Regions from separate parts of the Mus musculus genome. Here region 2 is linked to region 1. Evidence: chromatin contacts called from public HiChIP or PLAC-seq data. All regions are on one chromosome and are shown on one strand. Each heading gives the region's core, a stretch centred on a gene start, on an enhancer-like site or on the middle of the called end of the contact. The rest is flanking DNA. Distances are from core to core; before and after follow the strand shown. Region 1 holds the start of Nipa2 (non imprinted in Prader-Willi/Angelman syndrome 2 homolog (human)). Region 2 overlaps Herc2 (HECT and RLD domain containing E3 ubiquitin protein ligase 2).

The links. HiChIP or PLAC-seq counts read pairs in DNA pulled down with a chosen protein or histone mark.
Region 2: a contact with region 1 is called in an H3K4me3 HiChIP or PLAC-seq map of bone marrow-derived macrophages, with 2.2 times the contacts expected there. The contact joins the enhancer-like site here to the promoter of Nipa2 in region 1. A contact is called at or near these places in 6 of 39 promoter capture datasets (the C10 cell line, the HPC-7 cell line, hematopoietic stem and progenitor cells and 2 more), 1 of 484 Hi-C or Micro-C datasets (the HPC-7 cell line), 3 of 115 datasets of contacts at active chromatin or transcription factors (bone marrow-derived macrophages, embryonic stem cells and microglia) and 2 of 9 other capture datasets (adipose tissue and liver).

Annotation. Positions count from the first base shown.
Region 1 is chr7:55,960,357-55,964,905 of GRCm38.p6, reverse strand. It overlaps Nipa2 (non imprinted in Prader-Willi/Angelman syndrome 2 homolog (human)), which reads left to right and starts at 2,413. Exons shown (of 7, transcript NM_001256130.1): 1 at 2,413-2,706; 2 at 3,334-3,454. It overlaps A230056P14Rik (RIKEN cDNA A230056P14 gene), which reads right to left and starts at 2,375. Exons shown (of 6, transcript NR_015495.2): 1 at 2,234-2,375.
Region 2 is chr7:56,129,197-56,133,830 of GRCm38.p6, reverse strand. Herc2 (HECT and RLD domain containing E3 ubiquitin protein ligase 2) reads right to left here. Exons shown (of 93, transcript NM_010418.2): 24 at 2,492-2,662; 25 at 1,929-2,032; 26 at 1,259-1,409. Among named protein-coding and RNA genes, the nearest start is that of Herc2, 81 kb to the right of the region's middle. Within about 2 kb of position 2,055, at least 27 of the 459 cell types and tissues checked have an H3K27ac peak or open chromatin away from gene starts, as enhancers often do. A contact at or near this core is called in the HPC-7 cell line, bone marrow-derived macrophages and microglia, where this site is marked.

The sequences.
Region 1 (4,549 bases), core at 1,164-3,663:
TGCTACTTCCTAGTCCCTAGATTTTCTTTTCCAAGATTTATTATTATTTATGTGCATTGATGTGTTTGCCTGCATGTTTGTCTGTGCAAGGGTGCCAGATCCTCTGGAACTAGAGTTACACTGGTGAGCTGCCATGTGGGTGCTGGGAATCGAACCCTGGTCTTATGGAAGAGCAGCCAGTGTTCTTACCAGCTGAGCCCTCTCTCCAGCTCCCATTTCCTTTTAATTCTCTTAGCCAGATATTTTATGTACAAGGAGAGGCTGGCTTTCACTTCTCAGAGACTCAGTCATTTTATAGCATCTATCAGTAGTTCACTTCGTTTTATTACTGGCTAGTTTCCCACTCACATTAGGCTATTTGCGATGTGTACAGGTGTGCTTGTTGTCATTGCAAATATAACCGCTGTAGCTATAGAATATTTATTTACAATTTCTCTCATGCTTATATGAATGTTTTCATTTCTTTTTGATAGATAACTTAAACAGTTGGGTCATATGGTTGTAGTATGTTTAGCTTTTTTTTTTTTTTTGAGACACCATCTGTCTATATAGCCCTATCTGTCCTGGAACTTCCTGTGTAGACCAGACTGGGTTGAACTCTGCCTTCTAAGTGCTGGAATTAAAGGTATCTGCTACCATGTTTAACTATATTCAACTTTTGTAGAAGCTGTCAGTCCATTTCCCAAGGTTGTGCTAGTTTAAATTCCATCAGGAACATATGAGAATTACAATATTATTTAACTTTTCTTTTGTTTTGTTTTCCTTTGGAAACAATGTCTCACGCTGTAACCAAGCTTCCCTGAAAATGTGTATGTAGCTCAGGCTAGTCTTCAATTTGTGGCAATCCTGCTGTTTCTGTCTCCTAAGGGCCTACAAAAATTAGATTTTAAAACTTTAAAGGTACCCATGATCACTGCTTGAACAGTCACACAATATTAGATATGGAACATTATGACTTAGAAAAATGATTTGCGCATTTAAGGAGCCCGCAGCATACTAAATAGGCACTCACACACACACACACACATACACACACACACACACCACACTCACTCCACTGTGTGATGTGAGTACTGGCTTGGAGGACCAGATAATGAGTGTGACAGTAGCTAAAGGATTGTAATGATGAAAGCAGATGGATGAGAAGGATCTGTACCTTGGATGTTTAGGACAATGGGGAGGAGGGAGTGAGAAGGAGGAAGGGAAGGGAGAGGGAGGTGCCACAAGATAATTCTCTACCACGGTTAAATTACAATGCTGATCCCACATACGGCACACACCTGTTCAAATGAACCAACCAGTGCCTTTATGATAATCAACAGGTCTTTGGAGATGTCTGTTGCCATCTTTATCAGTTAAGTTATTGCTGCCTATCAATTTAAACCAAAATGAGGTGGCAATCACTTATTCTTTCTTTTAGGCCGATGGGTCAGTGGGGCAGTTTTGCTGATGTGAACCAACCTGACCCTTGCCAGCAATTCTGAGTTAGCCAGGAAGGAAGTCAGTATGGTGGCTTTGTTCCTGGTCTACATTGTACTACATTTGTTCTCCATTATTCCCTCCTGCCCACCAGTCCGGGCTTCTTATCAAGTTTCATTGCATTTTTCTTTGCTCAATACCATTCCCCCAGCCAATGCAGATTCAGGGAGAGTGGAGATGCAGGTACTGTAAAATTTGTGGACACATGGAAAGGTGGAAAAATTGGAGTCATTCTGTATTTACCTGATCATCAAAGTCCCACTTGCATGTCATCTAGAAATTAGCCTACCCTAAAAATTGAGCAAAATAAGTCCTCAAGAGCCAGTTCTAAGACACTTGGGTATCTGGTTGTCAAGTTCACAGCAGAGTAGCTTTTAAATTAGCTACTTAGCCACTCCCTCAATGTTTTAGACCATCACGTCCAAAGCATTAGCATAGGAGATAGGAAAACTACAGTGCTGTTTTTAATGTTTCAATAAATGTATAATTCATTTTACAAGGATCTCCCTCCCAAACACACCCAAACAAATGTTCTTGGAGTAACATATCCTGTAAACAAGGATTTTCAGCAGCCTTCAATGGTCTTTTCAAAGCAAAAGCAGCCGAGAAAAAGCTATTACTTTGTTTCCTGTGCATCTCGTGGAAAAGATCTCTTGTCCAAATCACAAGGTCCTCCTCCACAAGCTTTACTGTCTCTTCCCTGGAAACCTGCCTCCTTGTCCCGCCCACTTCCGCCCTTTGCGGTCAAACCCACCTCCTCCATCCCAAAGGTCCCACGTGAAGACTCCCAGGAAATCGGATTTTAAATAACAGGGCTGGATTTTTGATGAGTAGGTGAGCAAAGATGACCTTAGAAGGTACGGCTCCTCCGGCTCGCTGTCAGGGCGGGGCGAAGAGCCTTGCGGAGGCGGGGCCTGAGCTGTGCCTGCCCAGCGCGCGCGGTTTACGTCACTAGTCTGCGCCCAGGTTTCCCGGCAGGTTCTCGGCGGCTCTTCTGGTGCTGGCCGCGGTGCGGCCGAAGGCTGTCCGAGGTAGGCTCCTCTCGGCTCTCCCATGGAGGAGGCGGCGCTCACTGCAGTCTCGGATGCACGAACTTCCCGCGGGACGTCGCCGGAGACGGTGGCTGTGTGCGCGCAGGAGCGAGCTGCCTGCGTGGGGGTCTGAGCGGGCACCGGGGTCGCGTCCCGGAGGGAGCCGAGTCGCCCGCCGGCCTGCGACGGCCCTAAGGTAGCTACTTCCTGTAAGCGAGCTCCAGGGCGGAGCTGCGGGCTGTGTCGGCCGCCTGAGGTCGGAGAAGGGCCCCGGGGCGACTTGCTTTTTCGCGTGTTCTGGGGTGGACGCAGCTTCCCTGGTGATCCGCAGTGAGTCGGATTGATTGCCATTCAATCCGGCAGAAGTCTGGCTGGTTGGCCCTGTCCGGTCGCGTACTCGTTAAGTTCTGCATATCAGTTTTATTTGCCTTCGTGAGTTTTCAGAAGATGGTTTCGGCTTGCTGTAACGTTTTGAGCTTGCTTGACTCAGTTCCCTGGCACTTAATAGGGTTTACACAAAATGCAGGGTTTGGGGTTCCTGCTTCTTTGATTTCTCTACGATAATGGCAAGGCATTTAGTTTAGGAGTGGTCTTGAGTGCAGTTTCTTTAGATTCTATATCATGTGCCCGTTTGATACCATATTAATTATTTTTAAAGTTAAAAGAGGAAGTCTGAGATTTGACGTTTTTCATTCCAGTAAGCTGTATGTAGAAGCTCTTACAGTACTTACTAAGTGAAAGAACAGGAAGGCCAGTAACTATATATCTAAGTATTTAGTAATTTTCTGTCCTTTCACCTACTTCCATATTTTCTTCTTTCCAGGGTGGAACTACTCTGCCGTGGTTAAATACTTTAAATGGGAATAAAGGATAGCGTTTCCAAGAAAATGAGAATGAATAAATCATCTCTGTTTTTTAAAAGAAAGACCATATTAAACTTACATGTAAGTTAAAATTTTAATTTCTAACAGTATTGCTAAGTTAGATCGGAGATTAGGTTCTGTAGTATTTTTTTGTTTGGTTGTTTGGTTGTTTTTTGTTTTGATTTTTATAGAGACAGGGTTTCTCTGTGTAGTCCTGGCTGTCCTGGAACTCACTCTGTAGACCAGGCTGGCCTCCTCTGCCTCCCTAGTGCTGGGATTAATGGCATGCGCCACCACTGCCCGGAGGTTCCTGCCCACCTCTTGTCTAGCTTGTCTTGTTGAGTCAGTAAACTTTAGGTTGATTGAGAGGCCCCATCAGGAAAAATAAGGTGGAGAATGACTGATAATGTTGTTTTCTTTAGTTTTTCACAGATACGGGAAATACCACTACTAGGTGTGCACACACAAGAAAAATGAGCTAAACCTGAAGCTGAGACTGCTATAAGCTTTAGATAGTAGTAAACATTATGTAGAAGTAGACTTAAGAGCTGAACTTTTACAGCCAGGTATGGTGATACAAGCTTGTAATTCCAGCACTCCGGAGGCTGGGACAGGATGATTTCAAGATCAAGGCCAGCCTGGACTCCATAAGGAGACCCTTCAGTTCTAACATTTTAAGATGATATGGCAGTCAGGATTAGTAGAGCCAATCTCTTTTCTGAGTGATCCTCTCATGAGTGCCTAACATTCTGAGATGTGTTTTCTGTGGCTGTCAAGGAGAAATAACACTATCCTCTGATATTGTTTGAAGTGGTAGCCCTTTGATGTAAGGAAAGCAGTTCTACTGACTTTGAAGCTCTGTGAAGATATAAAATGAGTCACATATGATTAAATAGTACCCAATTTTTTTCTATAGAAAATATAAAAAGCTTTACCTAAATCTGACTTATTTGAGGGCATTTGTTGTGGTAGACACAAGAACTCTGTAGAGCGACATGACATGTGATGGTGGGTTGAAGAGAGACTTGCATCAAAGGATGCAAAGTAACAGGTATATAGAGTAAGTTGTGAGATTTAATGTATAACATGAAGGTTATAGTTAGTAAAAATTGTATTAGAGACTTTAAAACTCCCTACTTGACAAACTAAAGTTCTACATACTTCTTTATTGTAGAA
Region 2 (4,634 bases), core at 806-3,305, 170 kb before region 1:
AGAGGTAGGTCACTGTGGCTGTGCCCAAGGAAGAAATATAGTACCTAGAGGATCCTGATTAGTTGTAGAGAGAACAATTTCTACAAAAGCCCAAAGTTCCCTCTTCAATCACACTCAGACTTTCTGTATTACCAGCTGATCTCATTTACCAGGCATAATGTAGCCGAATGGGCCTGTGAGTCACGCTACTTGGATTTACTTAGGATCTGTTAAGGGAACACACCATCTGAAGACTCGGGTACCACAACAAAAGCTCCCCTTACAGAGCTCAGCACTCAACTCCAGTTGTGAAGGGAAGACAGCAGAGGCATATCAAGGGCATGAAGGCAGAAAATCACCACTGTGCTAAAGGAAGAGGAAGTGACAACTGAGCATTCTGAGTTCTAGAATAAGACAAAGATACTGAGCATGCGGACAAGAGACAGCATGCCTGAAAAGTTTCTATAAAAACCATCTTCAATCTGGATTGTTCATAAAACTAAAGAAACAAGACAATATTTTAACAAACCCACAATCATCATCAAAAAAAAAAATCTTACTAATAGGAAAGCAAAAGACTGGAAAGGAGAGCTGTGTGTACTGTAGCATGTAAGATGCAGGATCAGGTAAGTCTGACAGGAATATATATACCTTTTGTTGTGGGAGTTAGGAGTATTAATTATAGCTGCTTATGTCTCACTGAAGGAAACCCCACTAGAAAATTAGTAGCAGGAACATTACTGCAGGCTTTCACTGAGGACCTAATTTATTAGTAAATCTAATCTAATCTGCTAATCACTCCAGCAATCAAATTTGGGATGCTTTCAGTGCTCTTATTGGATATCTAGATTTGAAGTGCTAGGGAACTTTCACAAATGGCTGTATCAATTCTTCTAAAACACAAGCTGAGGTGCCCTAATCACCTTGTGCTATAGAAAGAATTAGCAAGCACCTTTTATCCCCCAAAGACAAGCTTCTGAGCTGAATTGCACAGTGCCTTTCATTCATCTAACCCTAGAGTCTTCAAGCTCCTCCTTTGCTGACTTATGTGAAACTCATCCTCCATTACTATGTATGACAAGTTTCAGGGAGGAATACAAGTAATACAGTCTAGTTCACAGGCAACTTAGCAGGCATGGAGGCCAGCTTGCTGTCTCCAGACATCCACTCTAAAGGTTCCTGCCCTCCTTGGCATGTTCTTCCCATTAGGCATTTCTGTCCAAAGTACTGTACCATAAAACTGGTAAAACTGGTTAACAAAAAATAAATTTGTTCTTACTGGCGCATTCAACCTCCACAGGAGATAGTGGTGTGCTCATTGCTAAATAAGAAGCATGCAATCCAAGAAGTAGGCCCAGGTTCCTCTCTGTGTCAATCAGTGGTGAAGACAAACTTCCAAGATCTGGTATGGTAACAACTTCTTGGTCAGGCTGGAAAAATTAATTTGTTGGTTCAGAAAACAAAATTAATTAAAATTACAACATCAAAAAAACCCCAGCAGCTTATGTGCCTAAGATTGTCTATCACGATCAGAACAAAAATGTATTTGTTAGCACATCCCATAATGAGTTTATGTTATAGCAACCAACAAACTGCATATAAAACACTAGAGAGCAAACAGGAGAAAACAAATAACAGCTCTGGAGCATAAGAGGAGAACCCTGGGGGAAAGATTCTAAATTGACAAACGAACTGTAAGGACAAACTTTAATGTCTTTTCTTTTCTTTTTTTTTGAACATTTCTCTATTTCTGGCATGTTGTTAACTCTTCAAACTTGTATATAATAAACCTTAACACATAAAATGCAAATTTATTTGTCAAAAAATCCTAAGCCAACATAAATATTTTATGTCCAACTATTAGTATAACTAAGTAAAAAGTCATACCATAACAGGCACTTAAGAAGGGCACCTCCTCTATTTCACACAAAGCAGGCCCACAGCCTCACCTCCAAATACTGGCCAACACAGAAGGCATGCATGGATTCCTGTGTGTCTTCAAACTGCAAAGCTGCCTCCAGAGCGACCACTGGATCTTCCCCTGCAAACTGAGCTAAAACAAAAAGGGGAAGAGCAGTATGAGTTCAGTGCAGCTTGCACAGCTCTAGTTCATAGACAGAAGACAGGAAGTGAGTCTGGGTCGCTGTCTCGGAAGAATCTGCCACTCTCCCACGCTTGCCTCGGGCAACTCAAGTTCTACAAAGTACTTGGGGAAAAAGAGACAGGCAGATCTCTGAGTGCAAGGCCAGCCTGGTCTACAAGATTCCAAGACAGCCAAGAGCTACACGGAGAAAACTCTTATCTCAAAAAATAAAAAAACAACAGGAAGAAAAGCTTGATGATGAGAAATTCTTCAACTTGAACCTAAACTTGTTGTGAAGCCAGAACCAAAGTCCCAGATTTTGTTAAACCTGGGGCTAAATTTAACAACTTATTCATAAACTGTGGACTTTACTTAAAATCACACATAATGCAATTTTTAACAATGGAATAAAAAGTAAAAAAGCCTTACCCAGTATACTATTTCCTGTTAAGGATTGTGTCTGAAAGTCTTTTATACCATATACTTTTCCATCAATTACAGTCCAGAAGCCACCATCTTTATTATGGTTCTCCAAATCAGCTTTGCGTATCAGTGTTACCTCCTCATTATTTCTACAGTTCTGACCAGTGAAAAATGACTCTAAAGAAATAGAAACCAAACATCAGTCATCAGATCAAATGTCTCAACAATAAATCTTTTAAAACATAATACAGATGAAAACTTGAGTAGGAAAAGACCTTTTTTTGCACGATTATAGTGTGTTGTGTTTTTAATCCATGTATGCATAGGTGAAAGGCAGCAAGAGGTGGATTATGTTGTCTGTTGTCTTCTTAGATCAAAATCAACCAAATTTATTACTTATTGCTGAGTCTAGAGCTATTTTGGCTAGTTTGACTAGTCAGATTGCCCAAATGGTTCCCATATCCACCTCCTAGAAGCTGGGATTACACCCACCAGGCTTTTTTTTTTTCGCCTTTTCTTTTTGGGTTTGAGACAGGATTTCATATCACTATATAGCCTTGGCTGGCCTAAAACCCAGATTTCTGCCTCTCAAGTATGGAGGATTAAGGATATGCACCTTCACATCTGGATACCACCAGGCTTTTTTAACTGTGAATGATGGAGATACAAACTCCATCCTCAAACTTGCATAGCAAATACTTTACCCCCTGAATCATCCCCATCTCAGGCACAATGAAAAATGAAAAAGATTAAAAAATTGATGACATTAATATTCATTTTTGTTCATCAGAAAACAGTGTGAGAAGAAAAAAATTCTTCAAGAAATAAAGCCAAAGGCTTATTGGATGCAAAGTATATAATTACTTTAAAAAGAAGAAAAATGTGAATAAGACTTGAGTTGACACTTTGCAAAGAGAATGCTCACCTGGTTAACACACATGTAGAAGTATATTAAACCTGAATAATATCTGAAAAAAATTTATAAAAACTAGGATATAATTTAGTAGTAAAATTTTTGCCAAGGGTGTACAAGATCCTGGGTTTCATCCTTACCACCAAAAACAGAGGGAGGAAAAAAAAGGAAGCCACAGCAAAATACAGCAGTATATCCACCAAAAAGGACAAGTGCCAGGTCCTGATGCAGGAGTACAAAAATCCTCAAACTGAGTAATGGAGATGAAAGCTAGCACAGTAGCTACAAAAAAAGTGTCATTTTACAGTAACTATCATCTGCAAATGAAAAGAAACCAGCACTTCCACCAAGGAACACAACACTGTATAAGCCAAAACTTGCTGTAACCTAAACCTGGAATGAGCAAGTAGAATTAGTAAGTAAGGGAATGGGCAAATGATGGTATATTGCATATAGTAGTAAAAATAGAACTTGATTGTGACATGAAGCTAAGAGACACAATGCTGAGGAAAAGAAGGCAGACCCAAAGATATAACTGTACAACTTCATTCATGTGAGGTCCAAGGACAGATAAAATTAAAAACTAGACTGTTCAGGAGCAAATGTTTACTTGATAATAAAATGGTAATAAGCATTCATCCCGGAGAGGGCACCTTCCCAGATAAGGCAGTGTTTGTAACAGCCTTGGCATGTTTCCATACTTAACCTAGACAGATGAAACAGCTTTCCCTACCAGCAAACACAGAGCTAGTCTTCGCATGCGTGTGTGCTGCATATGCATATATATATATATATATATATATATATATATATATATATATATATATATATATATATACACACACACACACACACACACACACACACATATATATGTGTGTATATGTGTATATGTGTGTATATGTGTGTGTGTGTGTGTGTATAGATATAGATATATAGATATAACACAAAAGTTTTTTTAAAGATGGTTTTGAGTGACTGTTGAGTGTTTGTCCTAACCAGGACATATATAATGCCCCCCACCTTTACTCCTCAGGTGGCAGGGGAGATAGAAATGGGATAAGAGACAGAATGGAGAGGAGTGCTGTGAAAGTATCTTCTAGATATGCCTGACTGTTATATCCATGAACTCTCAGAAGTGGGGATACATGCACAAAACTGGGCCTATCAACAGAACATCATGGGTGTGGAATTGGTTCATAAGGCCCCATCTCTCCCAGAGCAGTTAATGCAATT